2 separate regions of the Oryzias latipes genome follow, and region 2 is linked to region 1. Evidence: chromatin contacts called from public Hi-C data. All regions are on one chromosome and are shown on one strand. The core of a region is the stretch at or near the end of the contact, and the rest is flanking DNA. Distances in the headings are between cores, read along the strand shown. Region 1 has its middle 25 kb from the start of mir132. Region 2 holds the start of hic1 (hypermethylated in cancer 1 protein).

Evidence for each region. A called contact is a pair of places that touch in the nucleus more often than the background predicts.
Region 2: a Hi-C map of gastrula embryo shows a contact between it and region 1, with 2.4 times the contacts expected there. The contact joins the promoter of hic1 here to the enhancer-like site in region 1. A contact is called at or near these places in 5 of 5 Hi-C or Micro-C datasets (embryo, fibroblasts and gastrula embryo).

The regions. Positions count from the first base shown.
Region 1 is chr13:10,925,679-10,929,575 of ASM223467v1, reverse strand. No RefSeq gene overlaps it. Among protein-coding and RNA genes, the nearest start is that of mir132, 25 kb to the right of the region's middle. Within about 2 kb of position 2,100, at least 1 of the 8 cell types and tissues checked has an H3K27ac peak or open chromatin away from gene starts, as enhancers often do. A contact at or near this core is called in gastrula embryo, where this site is marked.
Region 2 is chr13:11,026,854-11,030,255 of ASM223467v1, reverse strand. hic1 (hypermethylated in cancer 1 protein) reads left to right here and starts at 1,876. Exons shown (of 2, transcript XM_004075333.4): 1 at 1,876-1,986. It overlaps LOC110016198 (a long non-coding RNA gene), which reads right to left and starts at 1,747. Exons shown (of 3, transcript XR_002291499.2): 1 at 1,644-1,747; 2 at 458-548.

The DNA of each region.
Region 1 (3,897 bases), core at 851-3,350:
CGCCGAATATTAATTTTGAAAGCAAATTTTCCATCTTAAACAAGGCAAAAGATGTCCCAAAATTCAGGAAAATGTCCCAAAATCTATCAACATTTTGTTTGAAAAAACAAAACATTATTTTAAACTAATCTAGCAGCTCAGACAAGAGATACAAGAGAAACAACATTTCTTTAAAAGAAAATGTACAACCACAAACAGGGAATTGACTGACTTTAGCTGTCAGAACAATGTTGAATGCAGGCCAAAAGGTGTTATACGTGGAGTTTGTTATAGCAAGGAAAGACTAATTTATAATTAAAAAAATGACAGTTTGACTTCACAATGTGAAAATGAACTTTTTAAAATGTTTTGCTCTTCAGATCAAGTTTTTCCTGCTGACTCCTGGCTAGGTGCAGGAAGTCTCAGCCCCCTGCTTGATAATGGTGAGATGCTGTGACCCGCAACAGTATGGATATAAAAACGAATGATCAAGACAACTCAAAGGTCTGGATGCTAAAGTGGCATATGTACAAGAATAACGTTTCTTTGGATATTTCCTATTTTGGATAGCACAAAGGTGCTCTGTTGTTCCTTTTTGAGCATTGTCTTCAGACACAAATCAGTTTACAGGCAGCTTTGAGCTCAAACAACAGCCATCAGTCAAGCGGTAATAGCCTTCTTTTATAGGCAGAGTGATATGGACAGACTTGAACAAGACACTGACCTGCAGAGGGAAAGATTAAAGCAAATGTTTACACAGTAGCACCCGCCGGACCGCCAGTAATCATCCATAGTGTCAACACAACACAAGAGTGTTTCTATAGATTATACACACTCACTTGTGGGTGTATATATGTAAACCCTCAAGCAGGTCTGGTACTTCAGTGTTAGTATGAGCGGAGAGGTGTTTATCCAACAGATGCTTGTAATCTCTCAGCGAAGTGAAGTGCTGCCCTAGGAAGAACAAACTTAAGACTCAGGTACAGAATTTGAAATACGATGAGAGGGTGCATTGTCATGCATTATTGATTTAGCAAGCTTTTCGGTTAAACGAGGGTTAAGGTAAAAACATGATATTAATTAATACTAATTAATAAATGCTATTAATTTTTCAGATCACTGAAAAAAGTACAAATATAAATGAGAAGTCATTGTTTTAGGCTATATTTCTAATTTTTTGTTTGAAGTTTACGTCATAAACAGGTCAGTTAATGAATTTGCATCTTGTATTTTTATCCATCCTGCAGGCAAAATAATAATAATAAAAAAAACATTTTAAATGAACTTTTGTTCTGAGGTATGCAGCCTTTGCAGAAGAACCCAAACACAATAAGGGAGTAAATAAGGACCATTTAAAGAGTTTTCCAGTCTCCATCCCCCTCACTTTAAGGAGTACACTGACCTTGACTTTGCAACAGCAGTACTCCTGAGTGCTTTCTGACAAGAACCAGTAACCGTGGCAACAGCTGCTAAAGTGCTGCTCTCTCATCTCCCTCTTCACCGTTACCTATAACTCGTTTCTACTGTCTCTCACTGCTGTGGTGAGTCATGATTCTGATCGTCAGGCATAACAATTCACATCGAAGTGGCACAAGTTCACATGTATGCTTCTCCGAAAAAAAAAACCCTCTTTTAGTCATTCATAAATGCTGTTCATTTTTTACTTGAAACTTGTTTTTCTTTGTTACTCGCATTGATCACAAAAGTAGTGTGTGTCATTATTACTCTGACGCAGTTTTTACTCTGACCTTTCCTTTCCAATGCAGTCAAGTAGAACGTACCTAGAACTAGGTTCTGACGTAATACATTTATGGAAAGCACTGCTACAAAAACAGCCCATGTCAGAGCTCGACTGCTGCCATGAAAACATTTTCTGATTTCACAGATAAATACTGTATTTGTACGAATCAATCATCATCCGATGAAGGAATTTTTTAAATAATTACTTTATTTACATACACATACATTTTTTGTGTCAGACAGCACCAGCTGCCCACGTGTCTTTGTGTTAGCAGGAGGAGGATTTTGAAACGAGAAGCCAACGCTCTGATCAAGAGGCTTCTGATATGCAGAGGAGATAAGGTCTGTTTGAAAGGCTAGCCACTTAGCCAAAGACCACTCCCGGCCAACAACAGCTGGCTTGGCATACCAAACACACCTTCATCTGTCTGATCAGGCCCCAGACTCTGACAGAAGATCATAATCACATCCATTCACCATTCAATTACCGTTCCTGGAACTGTGGGAAGACTGAATGAGAAGTATGCACCTTGGCCGAGGCACACACGTTTCATTGATGTTGAACGACTTCTTAGGGAAAAGTGTGTTTTTATTGGAGAAGGGTGAGTGGGGTTCACTTCATGAGTTTTATTTCGTGGTAGTGTACACGCGTGTGCAGCCAACTGCCAGAAAGTGTGTGCACGGTTCCGAAAAAAAAAGAAAGAAAACCACAGAGAAACAAGACAAAAGCAAGTTTGACACAAGAACAGGGAGAGAAAAAGTAGAAGATGCTGAGATGTTGCACTGCTCCCCTTCTCTCCAAATCAGGGATAATAAAAACATCACTAAGGCGTTTGTTTTGTTGACTGAGAAAAATGAAGACATGATCTTTGAAATCACAAATGCTACATCTGCAACATGGTAACTTACAACATTGGTTGTAAAATCTAAATTTATAAAAACTGTTAAAACCATATTGTCCCTTTCAAGTAATTGATCAAATATATAAAGATGACAAATATATAAAAACTACATAAGTTTGCATCCTCCCACTCCCTTTCAAGCAATTCATTAAACTTCTTTTGACAAACTTAATATTTAAAGATTTCAATGTGTGTATTGAAGCAAATGGGTGTATTTATGATTAGGAGTAATTATAATTGAATTTTTTACATTTGCACATAGATAAACATATATTTTCCAACCAATTCACGATTAACAATTATTTAGACATATATTACCGTTTTTTGTTTTGCTTTAGCTTTATTTTTGCTTTGATTGCTTAGAATAAACCATTTTAAAATCCCAAATAAAAAAAAGGATATCAGGTTTTGAAGTCAGTTTTAAAATCTGTCACAAAAGTTGTCTGCATCTCCGACTGCAGATTTGATCTGCACCCGTACTGCCCTTAGAACAGTCTGAAGGGAGACCAGGGAAAGACTAAAATAATTCAAGAGCATTAGAAAAATTGATGGAAATGATTAAACCTGTGCAACTTTTGAAACAAGAAAAACTTGTTGAGTTTTCATAAAGTTTGGTATTGCAGCAATAAATGGTAACAAAATTATCAAAATGCCAAAATGATTTCTTTTCCTTAAAGAAATATATAGTGGATTCGTTTTTTTCTGTTTCAATAAAGGTATTTGCTTTTATCATGATGAAAAAAAGAGTGGCGTGGAAATCACAGTTTTAAAAGGATGATTTGAAATTTTTGGGCACAGAGGTAAAAATTGTGTGGCAAGATTTTTCATTGTGAAATACTCCCGGTTAAAGTTTATATGAAATAAAAAAGATTTCAAGAATTTGCTTTAATTTAAATAACTGAATTTGTTCTAGATTCTCTTTTATTACACCTCTGACCAGACAAAATGTTTCTTTCTGTTATTTTTCATTTCATTCTTGACTAATTGAAAAGGTGTAGTGGCTTTGCCCTTCAAGTATCAAATATCTCACTTCATAGCTGGACTTTAAATAGTCTGTTTGTTCTACTGATGGCTTTAAAAGACTTACTATAACATCAAAAAATAAAATAAAACATAAAAACCCTGACGTCAAAATTAGATTTTTCTTCATGAATAAAATTCACAATAAAATTAAAAATATAATTCACAGAAAAAAAAACAGTCAACCGTATCAACACTTGGATTTCAATTAAAACAATAACGTTTGTGAACACAGAAACAAACAACGAAGAGTCTC
Region 2 (3,402 bases), core at 627-3,126, 100 kb before region 1:
AATAATTGCACATTCAGATTCCTGGTCAATTTTAAAATACCACGAGTAACGCAAAAGAACTAGGAATGATCAACACTTGCAGCATAGTCATTCTTGGTTAAATGTGTGTAATAAAAGAAAGGATCACCTGTTCGACCTGCAGCGCAACATAATGCATCATTAAGTGTCTTGGCGAAAACTATTTTTGACCATGAATTGAAACACTCACATCCTTGATAGACGATATCTATTCTCCGTCTCAACTTTGCCTGCTGCTCTGTGTGAGGTTATCACCAGTTCATCGAGGGAACATGGAAGTGGGAGACAATGCCTTCCTCAACTTCTTGGGGTGGATCATATCATTTCAATGAAACAGCAGCACCTTGAACTCGCGTAATTTGAAGAGGAAGAGACCCTGCACGCCCTCATGGGATTGTCAGCTGCTATTGCAATCAAAACAAACACAAACAGGCCTCACTTTAGCGTTTGTCTGGGTCACATCAGCCGTCTGCCTCGTGCAGTGATGGGAAAGTCATTTGCTTCGTCTGTTTGCTGTCATTTCAACCGCTCTGAAAAAACAACAGGTTTTTTCACAATACATTATTGACTTGAATGTGAAATTGCTGTAAATGACTTGACTTTGATTAAACAAATAAAAAAGGTGTGCATCTCTGTAACATTACATACTTAGTGGTTACTTTAGATAAAAAAAGCCTTAACTTTGGATAATTTAGATCAGGGGGCTGCAACCTGAGGTTCCATTGCCACATGTGGCTCCTTTAATCCTCCATTGTGGCTCTTTGGTTAAATAAGAACAAAAAAATGTATAGTTTTAAAAAGCAACGGTAAAGTAAAAAGTTAATAAGTAGTTAAGTTAAAAAAAAAAGCATGTAAACTTACTCAAACTTCATTCAACTCATTTAGAAACAGTCAGACTAAAGCTTTCTGACAGATTTTTAAGTCCCATGAACCACATAAAATCAAGTGGAAGTCAGTGAGCACAACCAGAGTTAAGGTGCACAGGATTATAGGGCAGATTTCCTAGTTTTGCACCTTAAGGTGCGGAAAACACGGCAAGGGACATTAATTAGCTCTGATTTTATTTGAGTCCATTAGATTTACCCATTTGTGGCTGAGGTGAACCACAAACAGTAAAATAAACTGTTTATTTTCAAATCACCGCTGACATTACAGTATCTCCTACATTTGGTGCATTGAGATGATTGTGACAGGGGTGTCTTTAATTTGAAAGAAAGTCATGAGAATCTCTGTCAAAAGTTATAAAAAAAACCTTCCTATTTAAAAAAAACGAAATGTTTATATTTTATTTATGTCAAAAAGCAAAGGAGTGTTCAAATTGATCACAACAGTAACAAATCTGGGTCTTATTTTTCTAAAAGGTGAAGACTTTATGGCTCCAATGGGTTGCAGTCAGTGAGAAATCGACCCAAATGAATGGCTCTTCAAGTGTTGAAGGTTAAAGGCCCCTGGTTTAAATATCTGAAATGGCACAAAGCCATCCATTGGTTTTAAATATTCTGGGTTTATCTTCTTGATAATCTAATATGCATAAAGATGCGTGCAATGATATGATTTAGCTATTACAGACTGTTTTTAATGTCTCTTCAAATGTAGGATTTACGGTGAAGCAGGTCGTGGCTCACCTTCCAATGCGGCCCCGCTACCACCGCGCGCGCGTCCGCTGCTGTCACGAGGCCTGTGGGACTTCTGCCGTTGGGTGTCGCTGTGCGACATGCATACTCCTCGCAGGCGGCACGCTTGGTCCGATCGGACCCCGGCACAGCCTAAAGGTGTCAGATCGTCCCGATGACATGTGAGGATTTTTGAAGTGTGGAAGAGGCTGAAGGAGAGGAAACTGGACAGGAAAAGCGCGCGGAAGGGAAGGTCTGAGGAGAAAGAAGGGTTGGAGTGCGGAGGGAAGTGCGGAGCGATTGCCGAAGAAGAGGAGGGAGAACACACGGCCAGATCACCAGACATGAGTGCGAGGTAAGAGGGACGGAGGCTGAGGGGCAAAGGGGGTATCCACGGAGACCGGTGTCAGGAAGACTGACTTTTATGAGTTTACCTCACACCTATTACGTTTGTGTTATTTTAATTATCGATGAAGCTCGAACTCGTGAAGAAATACACCCATCATTTCATTTCTAATTTTTCTCCTTTTAAATACATTTTCCTCACTTAAAATATGCCATCCAACATTTTTTTTTACATTTAAACTTTTTAAGGACCTCCAACAAGAAAATGAAGAATAGTGAAGGCATACAAAATAAAAATTTGAAACAAGTATTACATTGCCTAAAATCAGCGTTAGAGTAGACCCTGCTGTCCTTTTCGCAATTCAAAATCACTTGAACCAAAATCTTTATACAACCAGGTAAGGCCCCTGTTGTCTCAGAGGGCAACTTTTTTGTGTTGCCTTATGAGTTTGTCATCCTTTGAAATGCCATCAAGCCTCCTTTTGGCAATTTTTTTAGCTGAATTGACCCGTGGAGGTTTGAAGAAATATTAAGAACACGTAAAAATCTATCGATTTATCCAATTAATGGATGTAAATAAAACCCATAAATAACAATAATCAGTAATAACTGTGAGGACACACTGGGTTAGGGGGTTTTAGGTTCCTTGAAGGTTTTTGACATCTCAAAACTACTTTTCCGTTTTCTGAAACCTCCCCGATCACGCGCAAGAAATGCGCCACGCAGAGTTCGCTTTGGCTTCAACAGCTGCCTGTCTCTTTAAGACGATGTGTTGAGAAGTTCACGTCGAGGTCACTTGAAGTTCCTGCCCTCGATTTTACCTTTTAGTTTTATTATAGACTGACATCACACGGGGCGCTAAAACACTTAAGGCTCATAGAGGCTCCATTATCATCTCCGTGCGCCTTGTTGCTCAGACTCAAAAAATAGCAAACGGAATTAGAAGTAGGAGAAGAAAAAACAAGAGAGGAAAATGATGCTGCCCTAAGCACGTATTTTTTTCTTTTTTTGGAAAGGATGAGAAAGAGTGGAGAGGAGGGGCATTAAGGGAGACAGAGGGAGGAAAAGTGGGTGGGAGGACGTACCCAAGGAGCGAGAAGAAATTCATATCAATTAATAATCATAAAAAAAGAGCTGGCAGACGCGCTCGGAAAACTGGCATGGTTTTTGGGAGGCTGGCAGTTCAGCGCTGAAGCGTCAGATATGACTCCTGGTGACTGCTGAGATGATCATTAAGGGAGACTTAGATCGGATGGCAGAAGACATCGGGTATGCAGGTAAGAACAGAGCCACACAAGCAAAGAGGGACAGGGTGACATTCTGATTTCTTCCTCACTCTACAGCAAACTCCTCAGAGTTTTAAAAGTTTATTTTTGAGAAATTAAAGCTTTTTGCCAACTTTTAAATTAAACAGGAAAGCTTCGCT